Regions from separate parts of the Mus musculus genome. Here all the other regions are linked to region 7. Evidence: chromatin contacts called from public Hi-C, Micro-C and promoter capture Hi-C data. All regions are on one chromosome and are shown on one strand. Each heading gives the region's core, a stretch centred on a gene start, on an enhancer-like site or on the middle of the called end of the contact. The rest is flanking DNA. Distances are from core to core; before and after follow the strand shown.

The links. Promoter capture Hi-C pulls out the DNA fragments that hold promoters and counts their contacts. A called contact is a pair of places that touch in the nucleus more often than the background predicts.
Region 1: a contact with region 7 is called in a promoter capture Hi-C map of hematopoietic stem and progenitor cells, with 5 times the contacts expected there. The contact joins the promoter of AW209491 here to the promoter of Lyst in region 7. A contact is called at or near these places in 7 of 39 promoter capture datasets (the C10 cell line, the HPC-7 cell line, embryonic stem cells and 4 more), 3 of 484 Hi-C or Micro-C datasets (pre-B cells, regulatory T cells and rod photoreceptor) and 1 of 9 other capture datasets (liver).
Region 2: a contact with region 7 is called in a Micro-C map of embryonic stem cells, with 5 times the contacts expected there. The contact joins the promoter of Gli3 here to the promoter of Lyst in region 7. A contact is called at or near these places in 1 of 39 promoter capture datasets (embryonic stem cells), 1 of 484 Hi-C or Micro-C datasets (embryonic stem cells) and 1 of 115 datasets of contacts at active chromatin or transcription factors (astrocytes).
Region 3: a Hi-C map of muscle stem cells shows a contact between it and region 7, with 4 times the contacts expected there. The contact joins the promoter of Ero1b here to the promoter of Lyst in region 7. A contact is called at or near these places in 6 of 39 promoter capture datasets (the SN4741 cell line, cranial neural crest, hippocampal neurons and 2 more) and 1 of 484 Hi-C or Micro-C datasets (muscle stem cells).
Region 4: a promoter capture Hi-C map of pre-B cells shows a contact between it and region 7. The contact joins the promoter of Edaradd here to the promoter of Lyst in region 7. A contact is called at or near these places in 2 of 39 promoter capture datasets (cranial neural crest and pre-B cells).
Region 5: a promoter capture Hi-C map of pre-B cells shows a contact between it and region 7. The contact joins the promoter of Heatr1 here to the promoter of Lyst in region 7. A contact is called at or near these places in 2 of 39 promoter capture datasets (liver and pre-B cells) and 1 of 484 Hi-C or Micro-C datasets (rod photoreceptor).
Region 6: a promoter capture Hi-C map of pre-B cells shows a contact between it and region 7, with 4 times the contacts expected there. The contact joins the promoter of Psma2 here to the promoter of Lyst in region 7. A contact is called at or near these places in 12 of 39 promoter capture datasets (the C10 cell line, the HPC-7 cell line, cranial neural crest and 6 more), 9 of 484 Hi-C or Micro-C datasets (CD4 T cells, Th1 cells, cardiomyocytes and 6 more), 2 of 115 datasets of contacts at active chromatin or transcription factors (astrocytes and cardiomyocytes) and 2 of 9 other capture datasets (adipose tissue and liver).

Annotation. Positions count from the first base shown.
Region 1 is chr13:14,628,671-14,631,870 of GRCm38.p6, forward strand. It overlaps AW209491 (expressed sequence AW209491), which reads left to right and starts at 1,588. Exons shown (of 2, transcript NM_134067.4): 1 at 1,588-1,694.
Region 2 is chr13:15,462,376-15,465,687 of GRCm38.p6, forward strand. Gli3 (GLI-Kruppel family member GLI3) reads left to right here and starts at 1,348. Exons shown (of 15, transcript NM_008130.3): 1 at 1,348-1,736. It overlaps Gm6556 (a long non-coding RNA gene), which reads right to left and starts at 2,243. Exons shown (of 1, transcript XR_001780862.2): 1 at 1-2,243.
Region 3 is chr13:12,564,445-12,567,700 of GRCm38.p6, forward strand. It overlaps Ero1b (endoplasmic reticulum oxidoreductase 1 beta), which reads left to right and starts at 1,439. Exons shown (of 16, transcript NM_026184.2): 1 at 1,439-1,734. The coding sequence starts at 1,633.
Region 4 is chr13:12,518,432-12,521,737 of GRCm38.p6, forward strand. It overlaps Edaradd (EDAR (ectodysplasin-A receptor)-associated death domain), which reads right to left and starts at 2,019. Exons shown (of 6, transcript NM_133643.4): 1 at 1,487-2,019. The coding sequence starts at 1,517.
Region 5 is chr13:12,393,345-12,396,704 of GRCm38.p6, forward strand. It overlaps Heatr1 (HEAT repeat containing 1), which reads left to right and starts at 2,031. Exons shown (of 45, transcript NM_144835.4): 1 at 2,031-2,126; 2 at 2,396-2,569; 3 at 3,078-3,294. The coding sequence starts at 2,428.
Region 6 is chr13:14,611,573-14,614,756 of GRCm38.p6, forward strand. Psma2 (proteasome subunit alpha 2) reads left to right here and starts at 1,670. Exons shown (of 8, transcript NM_008944.2): 1 at 1,670-1,743. The coding sequence starts at 1,703. Mrpl32 (mitochondrial ribosomal protein L32) reads right to left here and starts at 1,465. Exons shown (of 3, transcript NM_029271.2): 1 at 1,320-1,465; 2 at 1-32. The coding sequence starts at 1,446.
Region 7 is chr13:13,588,716-13,591,812 of GRCm38.p6, forward strand. It overlaps Lyst (lysosomal trafficking regulator), which reads left to right and starts at 1,694. Exons shown (of 53, transcript NM_010748.2): 1 at 1,694-1,781. Gm30836 (a long non-coding RNA gene) reads right to left here and starts at 2,486. Exons shown (of 2, transcript XR_382086.4): 1 at 2,019-2,486.

The sequences.
Region 1 (3,200 bases), core at 338-2,837, 1.0 Mb after region 7:
GTTAATGTTCTCTGGATCACTTGGGTTTTAGTTTAAAATGTGCTGCCAAAGGAAGGACATTTGATAAGTTTCTTAATGGTTATTAGACCGAATGCCCAAGTAGGTCCTTATTAAAATTTTTTTTGTAAATTTTTTAGTATATTTACATTTTTCCTTTTACTTTTCTTGATTATGGACCTAAAATTTCTGTTAACTGAATATCTGATTCTTGCTCTTTGCTGTGTTTCAATTCCTTACTGTACTTTCTAGTCCACTGATGTTTAGAATATGCCTTTACTTCGAAGAGCTGTTTCCTATCTGTGCCTTCAGCCCTTAAATGAAGAGAAGCTTATTTGAGGGCCAAAGTAATCAGGTAGCTGAAGGTTCCAGTTACAAGGTACTTCTTAAGGAAACGTGCTGTTGTATGTGCCTTCTCTGTCCTCCAAATCCAAGCCGGAGAAGGTTGGGGAGTGTTGAGTTTGTGAATGAGTCTTCTTGTAGATTGTGATTGTCAGATTTCTTTGGAAGTTTTTACGTATTTACTGTTTGAAGGGAAAAGGTGTAGGGGGTGGGAGCATTGGAGGAGCAAGGAGGCTAGGGGCAACATTTAATCAGGAAAATTTCCCATTTTCTAATGGTGCCTATTTTTTGTTGGGCTTCTTTCTATCTTGACACCTGTTTACTTACATCACAATAAACTTATTTCTGAGGGAGGAATGGGCTGGCTGCCCTGGATGGGAGAAAGAACTCTGGTATGTTATTAATGGAGTCTTTTTAAAGAATGGTTTTAATTCTTGCCCCCCCCCCCCCCCCCCATTTAGACACACCTGAAGTTCCAAAGCCCTCTGGAATTTGTGCTTGATAAACCCTGGCAGGCTTTGCTGAAGGCATTTACAGCGTTGTTTGTGCCTCAGGGGCAAAATACATCTATTTACCCTTTAGTTTAGAACTAAATAAATTCGTGTGTAATGTATTTGGAATAGCGCTGGCTACAGAGCTTTTTTTTTTTTTTTTTTTTTTTTTTTTTAGTATATTTAAAGCACCGAATGAGATATTGCTCCTGTCTTAAGATTTTGGTAGTGTGTCTGATCTGAGTTACTTCTATCCTTAAAGTAGTACTTGGGACAAGGAAAACACAATTGAAATCTAATACTTAAAATAATACTTAAAAAAATACTTAAAATTAGTTTTGCTTTCTCAAACTCCCCCTCACCTCGGATAACTTTGAACTAAATATCCACAGCCCCTGAAGCTATGCAGTTCTCTGCCCTGTTCGGAAGGACAGCACATTTAAAGGTTCCTTCTATGTAAAGGCCAGGATGATGCAACTAAAAATGCTTCCGAGTGGCGTTTGGAACCTCATGGTTCTCGATTTTTATTTTGCTAAAAATATCCAAATCTGAGACCCAAATAAGTTTTAGCATTCAGGACTCAGTGAGATTGAGACCCAACCCTTGACCCGCCCCTGCTGGCTGGGAGCTCAGGTTTCCGTCGCTTTGGTAGCAGAAGCCGGTTGCCCTCAACAAATATGGTCGCTGCGGTGCCGCCTGGGACTCAAGCTCAAGCTCACCGGGCCGGAACCACGTAATGCCAGAGGCGGGACTCGGCAGGCGGAGTGCCTCTCAGCAGAACAAGGTGAGGACTGACTGGTGAGCTGTCTCTGCAGACTGCCTCTGTGTTCCCTCGCCATGTGCGCATGGTGTCTGGCGCTGCTGGTGAGGATCCGGGGACCAAGGGAGTGAGTGGGGAATAGAGGGAGGTGGAGAGGGAGGGCATGGGCCGGGTCTCGGGGCAGGAAGGGTCAGTACTGCGTCTTCCCTACTCTGGCCTCTAAGCACTAGGCCAGCTGGAGCCTGTTTGATCCGGACTTGTTGGATCAGGCCCAGCGGTGCAGGTGGACATACCAGAATGGGAACCACACTCACGCAGAAACACTTCACCCCAGGCTCTCGCACCTTGTCATAGTCCAACAGCCAGGCTGGCCACCTGGTGTGGTGTTCTGGGTCCTTCCATCTTTTCCTTCAGAATGGGAACAGGAGGCCAGTTGGTTATCCCCTTTGTTCTATTGAAACATTGCTAAGTTGACATCACATGCAGAAATCAGACAGTCTTGATTGCTTGATATTCTAAACCCTGTGGAAATCAAGAGGCAACTCCTTAAAAGACTGTATCCGGGAGTGGCAGCGCACACCTTTAATCCCAGTATTTGGGAGGCAGAGAAAGGTGGATTTCTGTGAGCTCAAGGCCAGCCTGGTCTACATATTAAGTTCCAGAACAAGCAGGGTTATGTGGAGAAACACTGTCTCAAAACACAAACAACAATCCCCCCTCCACCACCACCCCCCCAAAAAAATCCAACAAGCCCCAAGAAAACAAAAATCATCTATTGAAGGAGTAAGAGGTGAGAGATCCTAGGATGACTAGTTTAGGAGAGCCTCTTGTTTGGACAGTTTGTGGATTTTTAATATTAAGCAGTTGTTTTTACATTAAAAAAATCAGTTCTTTGAGAATTTCATATCATGTGTTTGGTTCATATCCACCATGGATGACTCAACCAATCCCATACTCCACCCCTCCTTCAAGACTGCTTTGTACTACCCAAATAGTCTAGGATGTGTGGTCTTCCACTGAAGGGTGGGAGGGAGGCTACACTCCTAGAGAAAACTGTCTCTCCCTCTCCCAGCCGCTCAGAATTGCCAGCAGTTGCCATGCTGGCTTAGGCTTGCGCAGGGTTGGTGCATGCTGTGTCCAGAGGAGGTTTCATTGCAGGTCTTACCTTTTTTCCTTTCACAATGATCCCTGAGCCTTGTGAGAGTAACATATGAGTGTTACATATGTCCCTTTTAGGAATAAGAGTTATATGTAGTCTTTTAGTCTCTGCACCTTGGCCAGTTGTGAGTATTAACAACTGTGTTAATAACTATCTACTGCAATAGAAGCCTCTTAGATGAGGGTTGAAAATACATTCATTTATGGGTATAATAATAAGTCAGTTTACACTATCTAGCAGCATAAAGTGGTAAGTTTTCCCCTAGGGCCTATGACTTCCCTAGCATAGGTTCGTAGCCTAATAATGATGCCAAGTATGGGTTTCATCCTATGGAGTGGCACTTAAATCCTATATATATATATGTGTGTGTGTGTGTGTGTGTGTGTGTGTGTGTGTGTGAATGTTTGGTGGATGTGTAGTCAGTATGGGGGAAGGGGATGCCTCCGTGGGC
Region 2 (3,312 bases), core at 98-2,597, 1.9 Mb after region 7:
CCAGAAACAAATAACGAATACACTGTCAATTCCGTTAAAAATTTTCCCCAGTTTAGCACGTGAATTTCAAAATGTTCTTCAAATTATTATAGCTATTCATCCACCCACTCTGCCTTCAAGACGGCTGCCACAGAGCACCCTGAGCACCAAGGCACTCCTGGTGGGCCAACTGCTTACTCCGGTATTCTGGAATGTCTCTTGGGTTTTCTTCTTTCTTCCACCCCCTTGAAATCCTCCCTTTCAAGTAACAGGTTGGGGTGAGTACCTGGATGGGGAGAGAGAGATGAGTGCACTGGCCCGTTGAAGTAACATGGGTCTTTTAAAAGAAACCAAGGACAGGCACTCTGCATCTTAAGGAAAAGAACCCCGTGCAAGTCAGGGTTCTCAGCTCAAGTCCCGGTTCCCAGCTCGGGTCTTTGTGTTCTTTGCAAAGTGGCCCACGGGGACAGTAGGCTGTACGGCGAGACGTCCCAAACGGAGTTTAACGCAACGGGGAGGAAAGTCTTCAACTTTCAAAAGCATCATCCCGCGAGAGGAAGTTTCAGGCTTGGCCTAGGGAAAAGTACCAGGAGGTGTGCGGGGGTGGGGCAGTGGCGATCTGAGAGGTCTCTAGAGAAGGAAGGGGAGTCCAGCCCGAGAGCGGAGTTGGGGGGGGGGGGGGCGAAGAGAGGCGGCATGGGCGAAGCGCCCGGCAGCGCGCGAGCCCCGGCTGCTCGGCTGCGCGGGAGCGCAGGCCTGGAGGGCTCGGGTGACATCACCCGCGGGCCCCTTCCTCCTGCCGGGTGGGTGGGGCCTGGCGCGCCGCGCGGGCGCGGGGTCAAGGAGGGGGAAGAGGAGGAGCAGGCCTGGATGTGTCTGTGTGAGGACCCGGGAGGGGCGGAGGCGGTGGAGCGCGTGGCTCCCGGCTGCCCGCGCCAGCCCTGCCCGGCCCGACGCGCGGCCTCAGTGCCGCCCCTCAGCGCAGCGCCCTGGGATCCGCGCGCGCGGAGCGGGACCCCGCCGGGCGCGGCCTGGAAAGGAGCGGGAAAGCAAAGTAAGGCGAGCAGTCTTCCCAAGTTTTTAAACCAACTTCGCCCCCTGCGGCGGCGGCGGCGGCGGCGGCGGCGGCGTCGTCCCGCGGCTCGGCGCGTCCCCCCCAGCGCTCCTCCGAGTGGCGGAAATTAGAGGGACGGGGCGGGGGTGGGGGCGCGCGAGGGAAGAAGGAGCCGGGAAGGAGAGCAGAGTCTGACCACATCTGTGAAAACTTGGGGAAGGAGGGCGGGGAGGAGGAGGAGCGCAGGAGCGCGCGGAGGGGAGCGCGAAGGGCGCGCGCGGCGGAGCTCAACTTTTGCAACCGGGGCGCTCGGCCTGGACGGGCCCTTAGTCGTTGAAAAGTCGACTTGACGGTCGGGGGGCTCCTTTCTTTCTCTTTCTCCTCCCACCCGCGGTTGAACCAAATCAGAACTGTCACTCAGGGCCGGTGACTCAGAGGGATCAGATTACAGGATCCCTGAAACTGATGCGCGGGCTGCAGCGGCGGGAGGGAGCGGACCGGGCCGCACCGCCGGCGCCCGCACACTCGTCCGCCCGCCCGCCGCTCCCCTCCTCGCCCGCTCGCCCCGTCGCCGGCCCACGCCACACCATGCCCGCCGGGGCCGCACGCTGGGATCAGTCAGGCCATCCACGGTAGCCCGAGTCCGCCTGCCGCTCCGCCGGCGCAGGTCTGTGGATTTGGGACCTGACAGCCAAAGCCGCAGGTACGTCCCGCCTGAAGTTCTTTGTTTTGCGGGCCCCGCAGCCCTCCCTGTCGAGCTTCCCGGCGGCGTCGGAGCGGCTTGTGTGCGCTCGCGCCTTCCCGCGCTCTCGGGGATCGGGTCTCGGCTCTCCGGACTGCAGAGCTCCTGCCCCAGGGCGCGCGGACCAAGTTTGCAGCGGCGGCGTCCGTGCCTACTTCTCGCCAAGTGCTGCGCAGAGCTCCGGGAGTCCGGAGCTGCGGCTGGTCCTCGCGCCCCCGCAAGCCGCAGCTTGGCTTGCGCGCAGCGCCTGGGGATGCGCCGAGCCGCCGCTGCCCCGCTCTCCAGGGTCCCGCCTTCACTTCTGAGGGTGGGGGTGCGGGGTGAGCGGATGGAGGGCGCGCCTCCGCGGTGGGAGAGGAAAAGTGAAAGTTGTGCCATCTGTGCGTGATTTGGAACTCTGTCTCTTCCTTTCCAGAGGTAGAGCAGAAAGAAAGAAAAGAGAAAGAAAGAAAAGTAGCCGTGGCCCTTGCGGTAACCAAGAGGCCGAATTTGCACAGAGCAGAGTTGGGTACGGATCACTCTACTCTGCTGGGGACACTTAACTTTCTGGAGTTGCAGTGGGACCCCGAGGATGTGGCAGAGTTAATATTGATCATACATTTGAATAGTTGGTGAAGCGACTTTTCAGCAGATGGCCACATGCCCTCACACTCGGCCCGGCCTTTGCTTATTATCCTTTGATGAACTTAGTATCCTTCTGTGAACTTTGTGCCTGTGTCCCGGAGTGCACCTTTTTGAGTACCAAGCCATACCCCCCCTCCCCCCAGGCTTTCTTGGCTGTGTGTGTGTAAAGACCACTTAGGGAAGTTTCCTGCACCGCGTTTACCCTTTCTCCTCCCCCAACTTGGTTGTAGATTCTGGCCTTGGGTACAGTGCTCATGGCCCTCTGCCAGTTTATATGTACATATATTTATGTAAAACATTTTCTCCCAGCTCTGTGCCAGCTGTTCCACATTTTCCAGCTGCCACTTCAGTTTGAAATGATGGACTGTCGTCCTCAAGTAAAAGAACTCTTTAGTCCGAGGTATGGAGGGCCGGCCGCTGTGCAAATACAGGGGCAGTGCCATTAGCCCCGCTGGTATTATTAGTTCCAAAAACACCTCGTGCCCTTCTTTTCCTCTCCTTCTCCTCCTCAATTACAGCTTTTCACAGCCCAGTACGTGCACTCTGCTGAACATTCAAGTGATTAACCCCCCACTCCCCTTTCTAAATGATTTTGTGCAGAACTTGGATGAGGCCGGCAGGCTGGTTAGCTAGCTTGCTTCTCTTTTCTTTCTTTCTTTCTTTCTTTCTTTCTTTCTTTCTTTCTTTCTTTCTTCCTTCCTTCCTTCCTTCCTTCCTTTCTTTCTTTCTTTCTTTCTTTCTTTCTTTCTTTTCCTGAAATATGTGTCTGGTGGAAATAACTTCTAGAAAAAGAGTTGCAGCTTGAGAGCATTGGGCATGGCTGGGGGAAGGGGAACTGTGCTCTGCCATCTGAAATAATCTCATTTTAGTCTATTTTAGGGGAAACCTTTCCTTCGTTCTCATGTCACAAGCT
Region 3 (3,256 bases), core at 189-2,688, 1.0 Mb before region 7:
GCAAGTCGCACACAGTTCTCTGTTAGCTATGTGGAGAAAAGGGAGCTGGTGACATGGGAAGATGGCCTGTGAAGTTCCAGGGTCTTGGACTGGTTTATTGTTCTGTTGTCTCCGCCTTAAAAGTCTTCTCATTTCCCCTGGACTTTCATTTCTGGCTGACCCTACAGATCATGCAGTGGGTCTAGATGGAATCATGGATGCGAATGTTCTCATGTTACCAGAGAGGCCAGAGGAGATTTTGAAGATGTGATTAAGGATTTTGAGATCAGGAAATTGCCTGGGTTATCCGGGTGAGCACCATGCAATCGAAAGTCTTTATATGTAGGGACACAAGAGAGATAGGGTCAGAAAGCACAGACGACAAAAGCAGGCTATGCCACTGTGTCATGTGAGGTCCTGAATCTAGGAATTTGATTGGCCATAGAAGCTAGAAAAAGCAAGGAAACATTATTCTCTAGAATATTCCAAATGGATGCAGTTTGTTTTAGTTTTCTGGCTTCCAGAATGTAAGATAATACATTGGGGTTGTTTTCAATCACTACCCTTCTGGTCATTTGTTACATCAACAATGACAAATTGATACATACTACTGAATGTAAGTTTCCTATAACTCAGGAATATCGGTAAAGTTAGCGATTACCATTAATTGATCACTTATTTGCTAGGGACTACAGGAAGCTTATGTACATAACCTTACATAATCCCAGAACAATATTTGAGGTGTAATTAAGACCACAAAACCATCTAGAATGTGTTACATTTGGGATAGTCTATGTCCCTTTAAGCTTTTCTGTGCGTTTATCCCGATTCTTCGTTTTTCACTGTATAGACTGGGGTTTTCCTTCATCCTTTAAAATGTATTATAGATTTTCTGGTGTTGGTAGAGGAGTAGTGGAGACACCAAGCAATGATACTTCTGGGGCATGTGACATGAAGGAGGTGCTGAAGACTTCCTGACAAGATGCCAGGTGGTTTTAGGTAGCTGCAGAGGTGAGAAAAAAGGCAAAGAAAGCTCTTGGGAATAGCAAGTCAAAGATTCGGCCGGCCTGGCGAGAAAATCCTGGCCCCAGTAGGTCAAGCGGTGACAAAGAGCTATTGGCATAGTGCCTGAAGACCTGCGGGGATGGGGGTGGACAGTCTTGTTTCTCAGAGCGACGAAACAGAGGTTCCACCACCTCAGGCCAACCCCTAAAACAGCACCCACTCTCCCGCCTGCTCCTGGGTGTTTTGGAGGCCTCGTGGTCCCGCCTCATTGGCCGCCGCGGAGCCCCGCCTCAGGGAGGCAGAGCGACCTCCGAGCCTGTAGTTCTCCATTTTCAAGACCTTCCCACTGTGGGGGGGCCCCAAGGGGCTACAGGGACTACAACTCCCAGAAGGCTTTGCGCAGAGGGCGTGATCATAACTGAGGACGCCGGGGGCGGGGCCTCCTGGGATGAAGCGGGGGCGCGCAGCACTGGTACATCAGTCGCTGCTGCTGCGAACGGTAGAGTGTTCCTTGCCCGAGACCGGCGCTCAGACCCCGGGTCCTGGAGGCTCCCGGCTCCCAGGCACTGCCCCCTGCTGTCGTCGTCGCGGCGGGCCGTCGTTCCCCAGCCCCGATCGGCCGAGGCGACGGCAGCGGCCGAGGTCACCATGAGTCCGGGGTTCCGCCGGGCCGTTACTGGGCAGGGGGCGGCGGCCGCGGTGCAACTGCTTGTCACCCTGAGCTTCCTCTCAAGTCTGGTCAAGACTCAGGTAAGCCCGAGGACCAAAGGCAGGGGACGGGTCACGCCGGCGTCGCCGAGAGGCCGAGGTGCAGGTGCGAGTGGCCAGCCAGGGATTGAGAACCGCGCCGGCTAGTGCGGGAAACGTCTGTAAAGCGCGGCGGGCGCGGGGACACGACACGCGTGGTGATGGTTTACGGAAGAGGAAGATGGTGACGGCCAGTAAGCGCTAGCGGCTTTATCTTTGTGATGGTGACGGGGAGACACAAGTCTTGAGTGGTGAAGGTGTTGGGGACACAAACCTCTGACATCCTTCCCTCAGATGACAGGGAGGCAGACCCTCCATCCTCTTCCTGGGCTAGAGGGGGCATTACTTCATTTCCTTGAACTTGTGCTCTAGAGATAGCTATAGGCATTACCCGCTTTATAATTATCCACCTGTCCTACGTATGCAAAGTGGCATGCCAGGTGAGCCCAGTTATGACACTGGAGGGCCTAGGCCCCTACTGTGGGCTTCTTAAGTCTATAGTGAGGCTTGCTGGCTGGACAGTCCGGTAGACTTTGACGTTGCCTTGGTTAGGCAGGTATTACTGAAGTGTTCACTACATACTCGAAAGCCAAAGCACAGCCTCTTGCCTTGAAAAGAGATAGGTTAGCTCTGCCTCTTTTAGTGAGGAAGGTTTGAACAGGTTGCCAGATGCTGCTATATCTTGTCTGCACCTGCTGCAAAGTGCTAGCTCGAAGAGCCAAAACCGAAGAAAAACAAAAGTGTCTCAGATGGCCTGATAATGAGGGGCATGCAGTTTGAAGCAATTAACACTCATTGCTAAGAGAAAAAAAAATGATGGTAACTGTGAGAGTAACCGTGTAAACATGTTTTTCTGCCTTGTTCATGGTGTTATGGTGTCCAGCATGAAGTCCTAGAATACAAGAATATTCTGTTTGTGTCCATGTGTGAGTTCTCTTGAATGATTTGATAAAAATAAACAGCTAGGAACAGTGGCATACACCTGTAGCCTCAGCTCTCAGGGGTAAAAAACACAAACAGTAGGAAAAACAGTAGGATTGCCGCAGGTTGGACGCTGGCCTACATATTGAGATTCTGGGTTAGCCAGGACTACATAGCAAGACCCTCTCTCAAAAAACTAAACAATGAACCAGTCAGAGAAAAGAAGGAAGAAAGGGAAAGGAAAAGAAACCTTTTGTTAAACGTGGAGCTTGCTGAGTCCATCTGGAACTGAGCAAGGAATCAGAATTTTAAACAAGCCTTGTAAGTGTCTGTGATGCAATTGTTCTTTCCACTATACTTTAGTCAGGCTTGGCAAACACTATGATAGGATTCTGGGTGTATCTATCAGATTTAGAAAAAATAAATTTCCTAGGCTGTCAATAGCAAAGTTACTTTGTAGTTACTAGTTTGAGTGTTTGACTTGAGTGGAGCTTACATTTAGAACTTTTAAATAAAGTCTGATTTCTTGTTTTCTTGCTTGATATATGTCATTAATTAATTGTATACTTTTAAAATCACTAGTCTAGAAGCTTCACTTAAGGTT
Region 4 (3,306 bases), core at 769-3,268, 1.1 Mb before region 7:
CCTGCCCCCATTTTCTCTGATGCAGTCGGGTCGAGAGGCAGCGCAGGCAAATGTTACCTGTATCCTTATCCAATGAACTCCTCTTCTCCATCTCTTGAATCCAGTATCATTTACTAAGTCTGGGACCATCATGACTAAAACCAAACACCCCTTGACATCTTATTCATACAGTCCTCAGCACAAGGAGGACAATACATACATAGCAGCAGGCACCCGATGAGAGAATTGTCCCCTTAAGTCCCCTTCTGTTCTTGCAAACAATGTGAGGGTTGGCCAGTTCACTTGATAGCCCGTGGAGCGTGCTACGTTTGAATAATTTAGTTCTTTTTTTTTTTTTTTTTTTTTGATGTCACTAGTAAACAGCCCCCTTCCCAAACCAGCACTCCAAGATGCCAAATCAGAATGGCCGCCAAATCAGAATGGCCACTGGGCTTAAGCTTCTGGCCACTGCCAGACATGGTATCTTCTCTGTCAGGTCAAGCCGGTAATCAGGGCTTAGCTCTTGAACTCTGTCCCTACTCCACTCAAGAAATGAAATACGAAACACAAGCAATCACATCGATCTCAGCAGTCTAGTCTGGTTCTGTGTGGCTCTTACCAGAGTGTCCAACCTCACCAAAACCAGAGAAAGACCTAGCGTACTCAAAGGGACATATCATCCTTTCGTTCACAAACACCGATGGAGTTTGTAGCTAGATTACAGGAGGACAGAGGAGATTCCTGGACGTTGACGTTTAAAGGAATTTTCCTTAAATGAGGGAGAAGCGATAGAAAAATCTAGATTCTGACCTCAGATATCAAAGCACATTTTTAATGTACTACGGGGACTAGAGACCTCCACAGGTGGGGATTGCGCATGTGGGCTCAGCCTCGTGGCTCTGTGGACAGTATAATAGTTGAATAGTGGCTCGGAGAGGTTAAGACTTGCACAGAAGCAAACACATCTCAGCAAAGTGAAGCTAGGAGGGAGAAGACGAACAAGGAAATGTGCGAGTGGAAAGCAAGGGAGAGCCTGGAAGGAAGGGGGTGCAGAATCCTCCCTCCTATGTTCTTTTCTATCAAAGGTTGGCTGACTTGTTTCAACCAGGCACCCGCGTGGCCCAGAACAAAAGCGCTCGGCCGGGCCTCCGCGTGGGGAGAGGGACCACGCACACCTTGCAGTGTGCAGGAAGCGAGCGATCAGCTGCTGCTCACAGAGGGGCAAGCGCAGGGGTAGGATCGGGAGAGGTAAGACGCGTGCCGCAGCTGTTCCCATCCAGCCTGACACACATCTGGCGCCCTGGTGTCCAAAAGAAAAAAAAAAAAAAAAAAGAAAGAAAGAAAGAAAGAAAGAAAGAAAGAAAGAAAGAAAGAAAGAAAGGAAGGAAGGAAGAAAGAAAGAAAAAAAAAACCGCTCCCAGGGGATGACTGAAGTTCAGTCTTTCAGTCTCATTAATCCAGCTGGTGGTCACACCCCAAGTGAGGGCGCGGCACCTTGCCGCTTTACCTGAGCGCAGAGGGTCGTCCGGAGAAGCCATGAAGACCAGGAGAGGACAGATGAGTGTCCGAGCAGGGGTGGACAGTCTCTAGGACCCCTGAGAACAGCAGGATCGCAGGGACCCAACCTCTTGCGTGGTAATGCGCGACTCTGTCTGCGCTCTGCCCTGCTGCTGCTGCTGCTCCTCCTCCTCCCTTTCCTCTTCTTGATCTCTGCCACTTCTTCCTCGTGCTCACTTCCTGCAATTAGCAAAGCCCCTTCCCGGCGCGAGTCTCTCCAGAACTCTGGAGAGGATTCCGTGGGTTGCGGTTGGGCACGAGAGGACACCGAGGGGCCCCCGGAGCACTTGCCCTGCTGGTACCTAGGGCGTAGAACCCTGGTCTTACCACGGAGGTCCCACGCGATCGCAACTGGGAGAGCCTTTCAGCTAGCCTTCCCCTGGCTGCCGCACGCGCGGGTGGCTTTCCCGGCTCCTAATCTCGTCCTCAGCTGGGACACCAAAGCACTCCCAGCGTGCTCCTTGCACAGGCCCGGGCTGAGACGCCTGCCGGCGATTTGATGTTTGAACAGTTTCCTAATCTTCAGGCAGCCTGAACGGCGGCATGACCGCACACGCTAGCACTTTCTAATTTGATGTTTCTTTGGCATTAGTTACTGCCTGACCTCCTGGGTGAGCACTACACAAAGGAGCGGGAAGAAAAGTCAGTCTTGAGGTCTCTGGTTTACTCCTCTGAAGGAAAAAGCAAAAACCAAAAAAACAGTATACGGTTCTGTTAGAAATGCAGAACCCATGGGCCCTTAAACGAATTAAGATTTAGCTTAAATGGGATTTTATTCTAATTAAGAGCAGAGAATCTGATCTTTTATTTTTTTATTTTTTTGTTTTTTGTTTTTTGGGTTTTTTCGAGATAGGGTTTCTCTGTATAGCCCTGGCTGTCCTGGAACTCACTCTGTAGAACTCAGAAATCCACCTGCCTCTGCCTGCCAAGTGCTGGGGTTAAAGGCATGTGCCACCACTGCATGGCGAATCTGATCTTTTAAAATGGCTATATTTTATTTAAAAGTTTAAGTTATTTCTATTATTTTTTAAATCATATTGGGGGTGAGGGGTATGAACACACAAGTACAGTGCCTACAGGGTCTAGAAGACGGTGGTAGCTCCCCTAAAGGTGGAGTTGCTGGTGGTTGTGGCCTTGCTAGGAACTGAGCTTGGGTCTTTTGCAAAAGTGGTAGCACTTTCAAGGCTAAGCTGCCTCTCCAGCTCTAGTGGCAGCATCTTCACTATGTGCCATATACAAAGGTTACAGACACGTTACATTTAATAGGAATCTCTGAAAGGAAGCACATAATCTATATCTGCCTTGGACATAAGCATAGAACTATTTTCTTTTTAAAAAAGGAGTTTAAAGGAGATGCCAGCCAAGGATGTAGGTCAGTAGTAGAGTGCCTGGCATGCATAAGCCCCAGCCTGATGATATACGTTGTAATCCCAGCACACAAGAGACTGAGGCAGGAGGGGAGTCTGGAGTTTGAGACCACCAAGAACTTTATGGTGTGGGGCTTTATTAAAAAAGAGGAGGAAGGGGGGAGGAGGAGGAAGTAAGAAAAGAAAGATTATTTCAGTATTTGCTGGACAATTTCATTAACAAATTACCCAATTCAGATTAATTAATAAACTGAACATTTCAGGGAGACAGCAAATGCCAATGTATCTTTGTGGTGCCCCCCAGGCTGCTCTGTGGTTCTGAGGCTCACGGCACTCTTGGGGTTGGTTTGTATTCTCCATAAGATGCTGCCATGGAAGAGTTGGGTCTTTAGAGAGGAGGCCA
Region 5 (3,360 bases), core at 781-3,280, 1.2 Mb before region 7:
ATGAATACCTGGTTGGATTTAAGGGCCAGTCCATGAGATGGATTCCATGCCTTACACTGCTTAGTGGCCAAGAATCTGAGACCAGATAGGCTAGGGAACTAATATATATATTAGACAATAGTATATATATGAGACTTTTAAATACACACACACACACACACACACACACACACACACACACACACACACACACACACACAGCTCTTAAAGACATTCTGCTATACTCAGATCAGTATTTCTTGCTTAGCTGCTACCAGAGAAACTTCCTCCTGCAGCAGAAGAGAACAAATACAGAGAGCCACAGCTGGGTAATGTCTAGAGAATGAGAGACCTCAAATACTCAGTCGTAAATATGATGTTTCCATCTAATCCCCCCCCCCACTCCCTCAGGAAGGCAAAAAGGAGGCCAAAGGGGACGGTAGGAGAGGAGGACAAAAAGATAGAAAGAGCCAGTGGGGATGGAAGACACCAGGAAAGCAAGACCTTCCAAACACAGCAGAAGAGACTGTGGCAGCACGCACGCACAGGGCTTCCACAGGTCTGGAGCAGATGGGCTTTCAGCACTGAGAGAGGAAGGACACAAGCCCCTGTCCCTAACCCAGAGGTATCTCCCACTGACAATCACTCACAAATCAGTTTTCTACAGTGGAGCTAACTCACTGTGCAAACCTAAGGCTAGGTCCCAATTACCATATGGACAATGTAAGATGAGCTAACTTGAACTAACTCTGTAGCATTTTTGGACCTTTTTTGCCTCATAATTCTTTGTCAGGGCATCTTTTCCCCTCCTTATAGGTCCTTTGCGTATATATCTCCGTTTCTGGTTTTGCATTTTTATAAGCTTTCTGTGTGTATAAGCAGGTATGTCTCTTTCTATATGTGTTTCTTGAGCTTTTTCTTTGGCACTTTTTTCTTCTCTTTGTTTTGTCTTATTCTGATGTTTGTTTTTATTTTGCCTATCGCCTTCGTCGTCATCATCGTATGTTTGTACCCTAAATAAGAAAGAGAAAAAACGGTGTGGATTTGGGTGGAAGGGGAAGTGTTGGAGGATCTGGGAAGAGTTGTGGAACGAAACTGTAACCAGAATATGAAAACAAAAAAGTTTTGTGTATTTTTTGTTTTTGTTTTTTGTTTGTTTTTGAGACAAGGTTTCTCTGTGCAGCTCTGGATATTCTGAAACTCACTCCACAAATCAGGCTTGCCTCGAATTCAGATCTGACTGCCTCTGCCTCCCTCGAGCTGGAATTAAAGAAGTGAGCCGCCACCTCCCATCTTGAAAAAAGTTATTTTCACTTAAAAAAATTAAAATGTCATGTTTCTAATAATAATAATAACAGAATAAGAAAAACACCACTCCCTAGGACTGCAGACAAGGCAAAGGTGATAAGGTTGTCAGTAACTGCGTTCAGCGAGTGTTTACTACTTACAGAGCAACCAGATTGCACTGAGAACTACAACTCACGTTAGGTTTGTGCCCTCCTCGGGTAGCATTAGAATTAGAAACGCGGCTTCCCGCGCTTCAGCCCCTCGCAGGCTGGATAAGTATCTCGTGAATGACCGGTTCCTGCTACACACCCGTAAAGCTCCCAAAGGCGGTTGGGGAAAAAGAATCCCAGACCTAAGCCTGAAGGCACATAGCAACACTGAGCGAGGCGTCGGGTACCTAGAGAAGCGAGCTGTAGCACCAAGGAGCGGAGGGGCGGGACTTATAGGTGGCTTTCTGGAAAGAAGGGGGAGGTACTGTAGGCGTGGCTTAGCACATTTTCGTGAGGGTGGAGCTTAAAGGAGGGGCGTGGAATAAATGTGGTGTCTTGGAAAGAGGTGCGGATGGAAGGCGGAGCTTAACTGGATGAGCGAGCGGAGGGTGGGGCTTTGAGGTTCAGGCCCTTAGAGGGGAAAGTAGGCGGGGAATTAAATGGCTGGCCTGAATAGGCGGAACTTAGAGTCACGGAGGCGGGGCCGTTGTATTGCGTTTTCTACAAAGGTGTCCCTTTTCTCTTGCCGTAGTGAGAAGCCGGAAGTTCCTATGAGGCGTGCTTTAGAGTTCCGGGACAGTGCCGGCACCATGTGGGAGCTGATCTGAGGAGTTGTTAGCTGTCTAATCCTGCTGATATTCCGAGTTCAGGGTGAGGAGGAGCACGGTGCGGCTAGGCGCGGCCGTGACTTGGAACGGGTGGCCGGGTGGGCCGTGAGGTCGTGGTGCAGAGCTGGGGAAAGCTGGTGCTGCGGAGGCGTAGTTAACGCAATTGCTGTGGTGGGTCCTGGAGGGTCGGGGAAGCAAGTTTCTGTGTCCTCGAAAGGACTGAGCGCTGTATTGCCAGAGCATGAGCCCTGGCCTGCCATCTGTTAAGGCGCCTGACGTTTCCTAAAAACTTTTCACGCTGTTCGTTCTTAGCCGGTGTTTTGAGACATCCGCCTCCGTGCAAGATGACGTCCTTAGCCCAGCAGCTCCAGCGACTCGCCCTCCCTCAAACTGATCCCAGCCTCCTATCGAGACGTGAAGTTGCCTCTCTGTTATTTGACCCCAAGGAGGCGGCCACAATCGACAGGGACACCGCCTTTGCCATCGGTGAGCCACCTTTCACTTAGCAAAGCTCCCAGAGCATGATATCGGGGAGTTGGGGGGGGGGGAGGTTCTGTATTTTCTTGCCCCCCCCCCCGTTCGCTTCCCGAGCAGTACCTTGTTTTCTTGGTAAGGGGGTGGGAAACAGCAATACTGCTAGATGTGTGAATGTATTTATAAATAATGGTATCTGAAATTTCACAAACTAACTAATATGTAAAAAGGAAGAAAAGTAAAGAAACCGAGACAATGACTGTGGTGTGAGAGGAGACTTTCAGAACTAGATGTAGTTTTAATGACTAAAAAGAAGGGCTCGGGTGGAGTTCTTGTCATGAAGTACTTTCTTTTCTCCTAGTGAGTGGGGGTCAGATTTATCCTATATGTTAACAACTAAAGCCAGTGTTTGAGAGTGTCTAACACATGGTAACAGAGTTCATGAGCTTGGGGGTGAGGAGAACAGGAGAGTATCTGTTGGGTTTGCCTACAAAGAAGTTACACGTGACTCTCCTCCTAGGATGCACTGGCCTGGAGGAGCTTCTTGGGATTGACCCTGCCTTTGAACAGTTTGAAGCGCCATTGTTCAGCCAGCTGGCAAAAGGCTTGGAGCGCAGCGTCCAGACCAAAGCAGTGAACAAGCAGCTGGATGAAAACATTTCATCGTTCCTCCTTCACTTGTCTCCTTATTTCCTCCTCAAGCCAGCGCAGAAGTGTCTGGAATGGCTGATTCACAGGTAGCTAAACCTTCATTAGTTGCCAACACTTGGTAAGCTAGATTGCTTTCACAAATTTCAAAGGTT
Region 6 (3,184 bases), core at 420-2,919, 1.0 Mb after region 7:
GATGGATGGTCTCTGGACGGCTAATGCTGGTGCTATAAAACAAAACAGAGATGCCGAATCAACTCGGAGTTCCTAAATGAATACAGCCACTATTTCCTTTAACAGTCAACATGTGTAGTGTCACTAAATATACACACCTATAAATTATATGTGTTTGTGAGTATATGTGCACATGTAAGGTCAGAGGACAGCTTTCAGAGTTAGTTCTCTCCTTACGTCATACTGGCCATGGGGCTAGGACCCAGGTCCTGAGACTTAGCAACAAGGTCCTTTACTACTGAGCCATATGGCTGGCCTGACATAAATAGTTTTGAATGTTAAACACAACAAACATTAGTAATAATCCCCAGCTATTAAAATATACTAAAGCTCATATAAAAGGCAATTTAAAATACTTCAACTGGAATGCTTTCTTATTGCAAGCTACCAAAGCAGCCAGGCTACTCTACTAAGCATTTCCTCCGTATATAATCCGGGACACTGCAGTTCAGTAATAAGTAGTGTACAAGTAATCTAATCCCGAGACTCCCTACATTCACTCACATCACTGAGATGACTACAATGGTCATCTGTACCACACTATCCTGATCCAGTTAGGTCCTTTTTCTTTAAACCTGGTAGGTTCCTAAAGCCATTAAATTTTTCCTTAATATTTAATCTTAACCTGTGTTCTAAGAAAAGATTTATTATTTATGAGATTATCAAGTGTTTCACCTTTGTTTTTCTAAATTGCTTAGATCACTTCTTTACCCTTTCTTATGTTCTTCAGACTTGCGAACGTTCGTTCAATTCTTAGGACTTCTTACCACTACATAAACTGTCCAAGCACAGGCCTATTAGACAACGAATGGACTGAAATGATTATCTCAGGTAGAACATGGAGACAATTATTTATTATGCTGCGCTTGAGATATAATAAAATATATCTCTGTTCAGACTGGGCATTATCACTTTTGCGATACACTGTAAATAATACAGCAATCTCAAATTTAACGCCCAAGATACCAGGAGCTCGAAGCTAGCCTGGGCTACACAGTGAGTTCTAGACCACCCTGGCTACGGTGACAGTTTCAATAAATAAATAAATAAATAAATAAATACGAAGCTAGCCTGGGCTATACAGTGAGTTCTAGACCACCCTGGCTACGGTGACAGTTTCAATAAATAAATAAATAAATAAATAAATAAATAAATAAATAAATAAATAACCAATAAACAAACAAACAAATAAAATAACGAACCAATCAACCAACCAAAAACCACGCTACAACCCGGAAGCCCTCACCAACCCTCTTTCCACGAACTCTCTCCTTACGGACCCCACGGAGGACTGACAAAGCGACTCCAGCTCTGCTGCAGTTGCCGTTGTAGCAGCTCCCAGCACCTCTGGAGCGGTCCGGGACGCACCGGCCATGGTAGTGAAAGCAGCAGCAACGAAGGAGCCATGATCTTCTCAAGACAGAGCGGGACGCGGGCTGAGCGCATGCGTTAAGTCCGCCCACTTCCCCGCCTCCTCGCTCAGAGCATGCGCAGGCCCCTCTTGCGCATGCGCAAGGGTCAAAGACCGCTGTGATCCAAAAACTCCAACTCCCAGCTACCCCTAGGTGACTCTCCTCCAATCAGAGCAAAGAAGAAAAAAAAAATTAAAGGAAGCATACTTACTGCGCATGTGCGTGGCTGTGTTCCGACTTTCCGGGTAAAGATGGCAGAGCGCGGTTACAGCTTCTCGCTGACTACATTCAGGTATTCGGGGGACCCGCAGGTTCCATGCGTCGCAGATCACAGGAGCGCCCCAGACATGGTCCCGTGTGTCGGACCTGGCTGGTGTTTGCGTAGGAGTGCACGGTGACGGAGCTGGACTCGTAGCTTTGCAGAGTCATGTTCCGTGCCAGGCCTGGGCCCTGGCTGAGGCCGGCCGTGTTGCGGGCCGAGGGACGGGAGGCCCCAAGCCAAGCACTAAGCACTGGCTCTCCTTCTAGACTAGGAGAAGGGTGCTTTGAGATAGTCTGTTTTCAGCTGCTCTCTTCAGGTCCAGGATTTCTTTACTGGCCCGGCTAGGCCTGAGCGAGAGCTTTGTAAACCCAGACTCCTTATGGGACGTGTGAGACGTCCTTTTTCTTTTGGGAGATCCTTATTTGCTGTTAAATCTTAGTTTTAGTCTCTGTTTAGCAGCGATGTGCTTTGAAGCTCACACTGCTTTCGGTTTCGCCTGTGCTCCTGTAGAAGCTTAAGAAGTATAAAATGAAGGCGCTGATTTCCTGTCAAGTTTTTGTGGCACATGCAAACTGATAACCTCTGTATTTTGCTTGATCCACTAACAAATTGCTTTAAAACGATTTTAGACCCTTATGTTTTGGGAGAAAGAATTAAAGAGTTATATATATTTTCTCAAAGTGCAGTTAAGGGGAACTATTGTTCCCTGTTTAAGAAAAAACCATCATGGATGAACTTAGACAAAGGACTGTGTTTTGACCATTTTCTTTCTTTTTTTTTTTTTTTCTTTCCATTTTTTTATTAGGTATTTAGCTCATTCACACTTCCAATGCTATACCAAAAGTCCCCCATACCCACCCACCCCCACTCCCCTACCCGCCCACTCCCCCTCCTTGGCCCTGGCGTTCCCCTGTTCTGGGGCATATAAAGTTTGTGTGTCCAATGGGCCTCTCTTTCCAGTGATGGCCGACTAGGCCATCTTTTGATACATATGCAGCTAGAGTCAAGAGCTCCGGGGTACTGGTTAGTTCATAATGTTGTTCCACCTATAGGGTTGCAGATCCCTTTAGCTCCTTGGCTACTTTCTCTAGCTCCTCCATTGGGAGCCCTGTGATCCATCCATTAGCTGACTGTGAGCATCCACTTCTGTGTTTGCTAGGCCCTGGCATAGTCTCACAAGAGACAGCTACATCTGGGTCCTTTCGATAAAATCTTGCTAGTGTATGCAATGGTGTCAGCGTTTGGATGCTGATTATGGGGTGGATCCCTGGATAAGGCAGTCTCTACATGGTCCATCCTTTCATCTCAGCTCCAAACTTTCTCTCTGTAACTCCTTCCAAGGGTGTTTTGTTCCCACTTCTAAGGAGGGGCATAGTGTCCACACTTCAGTCTTCATTTTTCTTGAGTTTCATGTGTTTAGCAAATTGTATCTTATATCTTGGGTATCCTAGGTTTTGGGCTAATATCCACT
Region 7 (3,097 bases), core at 444-2,943:
GGCCCGCCACAGTTGTGGCTGGAAGAAGAGGAAGGGTGGCCCCTAAGCTGTCAAAATGCCTACAGCAGCATCATTTTGTCAGTCTTAGGTTTAGTTGGACTGTAGTGAGGATCAGATATCCTTTTGTTTAACTTGTGGTTCCCACACTCAGAAGAGGTTGGTATATTAAAGTGTATAACATTAATAGTCATGAGAAAACCAAAGCTGGGCACAAGTTAAAATGGCAAAGACAAATTTTATCCAGGACTAGCATAACAAAAAGAACCCAGGTACATAGTTGGCCTCTGATTTAAACACACTAGGGATACCTGGGGATTTATAGTCAAGAAACGTGGAGCTCATGGTTGATACCAACATAGGTGAATGTTGGTAGCATCAACCTCACAAGATTCATGCTGAAGGCAGGCCAGCATGAATAGATACCAAAGGTGGGGACTGAGAGATTTTGTAGATAGGGAGGGTGTGATTGTGTATGTGTGGGTTCTTGCTAAACTGCCTTGGCGATTGCTAAACCTAGAGTTTACAAAGATGTGCACACATAGCACATGGGCCAAGGAGAAGGTTCAAAGTCTGACTAAAGTTTGCTTTAAGCAAGGATCTTTGTCACATTGCCCACTGTATGCTAGCATATTTGAACAGGGCTAGGTAGGGTATCATACCTGGACCCAGAATTTTTGCAAGTTTCTCTCTTTCTGTTTGACAGAAATATAAGTTCAGGCCCCAATGCTATCTTGAGGATAGCCCTGCTTCCATCTTGGTGAACCTTTCCGTTTTTTGTCTTTTGTTTTGTTTTTTTTTTTTTTTTTTAATCCTGTGACCTCCAACAGAAAATAGGACAACAGTTTATTGCACATACTGTCCATGAAAAAACAAAACAAAACAAAACAAAACAAAAACCAAAAGAAAGTTTATTCTGAGGCAACTTTGAGTGAATAGTGCTTAGTAACAGAGATTCGGGTTTCCCAGAATTACATGTTCTACTGTGAAAGAGGTTTACACGCAGTCTTATAGCCATAGAACAAAAGACCATAAATCAATACATTTGCCAAATATAGCGGAAAGGACATCGGGGAGGTAGGCTACAGCATAGCAGGAAAATCTCCAGCTGATGATACTCTTCTTTTGAGCACTGCTGAAAAGCCAGTCGTTGGCTAAGTTTAACAATACATTCCAAACTTTTTACATAACAGGCACAAAGATCTTAGGTCAGCTACAAAGGTTGGTAATAAGCAGTTTTTTTAAAGAACCTAAAGATAGTCCAAGATAATCTTGGTTACTGATCATCATCTCTCCGTAATGGTAAAGTTCTAGACAGTCAGTCACTTTGTACAGTCTTCAACAAAGATGTAATTTTCCCAGTAAACGTGAGTTTACAGTAGAAAGAAGACACTAGGCTTGCGCTTTTAGGGGCTGAATCGCCTGGGATGGACGAAGCTTTATGCGGCCGGGAGGGGTGGAGTTCAGAGAAGCTGCACAGGGCCCTCCTCGCTGCATTTGTCCCGCCTTCTTCCTCTCATTGGCTGAGATTCTCCACGCATCACGTCGGCGACCCCAGCGTGCCCTCCCGGTGGGGCGGGACTTTAGGCGCTCGAGGCGGGGACGGTGCGCACGCGCAGAGGAGCGGGTCTGGGTCTGGGCGGGGGAGGAAGGGGGTGGTGTTCCCGGTTTCCCGGGTTACCTGAGGGGGCGGGGGTGAGAGCTCACGCTGGCCTGGCAGCCTTGGTGAGTCGGGATTCTCCTGCACCGGCGGGCGAGAGCGCGCGGCGGACCACAGAGCGGAGGTAAAGACCGCAGCGGGCTCCTTTAGAGGGTCAGGGTCTCGACCTCAGCGGGGCATGGCGGGAAGGTGGCGGGCCGCCCGGGCGGGGTCGTGCCGCGCTAAGGGAACGGGGTGGTGCCCGGAGCTCGGCCCGGCCGGGGTTCGCTTGCCTTCTGAGCTCTGCACAGTTGCTGATTGAGGCGGACCCGGGCCCCGAGGGCTGTGGCGGCGGCGCGGACCCCATAGTAACTTTACTTACCGGCCGGCTGGTGCGGCGGACGGTGTCCTCAGGGGGCGCTTCACCTCGGGAAGCGCTTGTCCCGGACCGCCGCTACCCTCAGCCTGCCCGGTCCTTCCCAGCAGGTGACAGCGGGAGCTGACAGGTTCAGGGCGTCTCACTTCGCGCCGCGGGTCCATCTGTCATTCCCCACCCTGGTGCTTCGGAGTCCTTGCTGTCCCTTCCCTGCCCGTGACACCTGCTGCGGGACTCTGCAAACAACCCTTCGTGGTTCGCGCGCACCTCTGGAGCGGTGGCTGAGATGCTAATATAATAGGGACGTGACCCAGGGAGATTTCCTCTGCCACCGGAGGCCAAGGGTTCATGATGGAGGGTTGGAGCTCAGGGAGTCAAGAAAAGTGTCCTCATCCAATCCTCAGAGGGATAAACAAAACAGCAAAACATCCTTGATGGAGAGAGAGAGAGAGAGAGAGAGAGAGAGACAGAGACAGAGACAGAGACAGAGACAGAGACAGACAGACACAGCTCTTGCTTGGTAGTTGATGGTGTGAGAAAAAAATTTTAAGGTGTTGACTCGTGTAGAACACACATTTGTGTTGAATTCTGGCCAGTATTTCCTTAAGGATCAAATTCATTGTGCATTTTCTCCAGGGTTTGTTTAACAGGTTGATATGGCACATTAATTTGAGCTTTTTCTTCCTGAAAGGCATTTGGCTGGTCTGCCTTTACTTTTAACTTCCACACCTAGTAACCTTATACTAATAAAGATGTTGGCTCTTAGCTTTTATTATGTAGCTGATTGGTAGGGGATATCTGTATTTACAGAGCATTGCAAGTAACTTTTCTGCTGCTCGTTGCTGTCATCCACGTTGACACTAACACATACAGATATTGAGAGACTTTGGAAGATAGAGGACGTAAGGGGGAGATGAGTTTCTGTTATTTAGTTTCCATTAAAATACTTCCCAGACAATAAATTGCATATAGAGCATATGCATTTAGTAAAGATGTTTAAGTACCTATTGTGGACCAGACACGTTTTATAAACAGATAAATACCCCCTTTCTTGGGTCATACATATTCTGGAAGAACCTCAGACA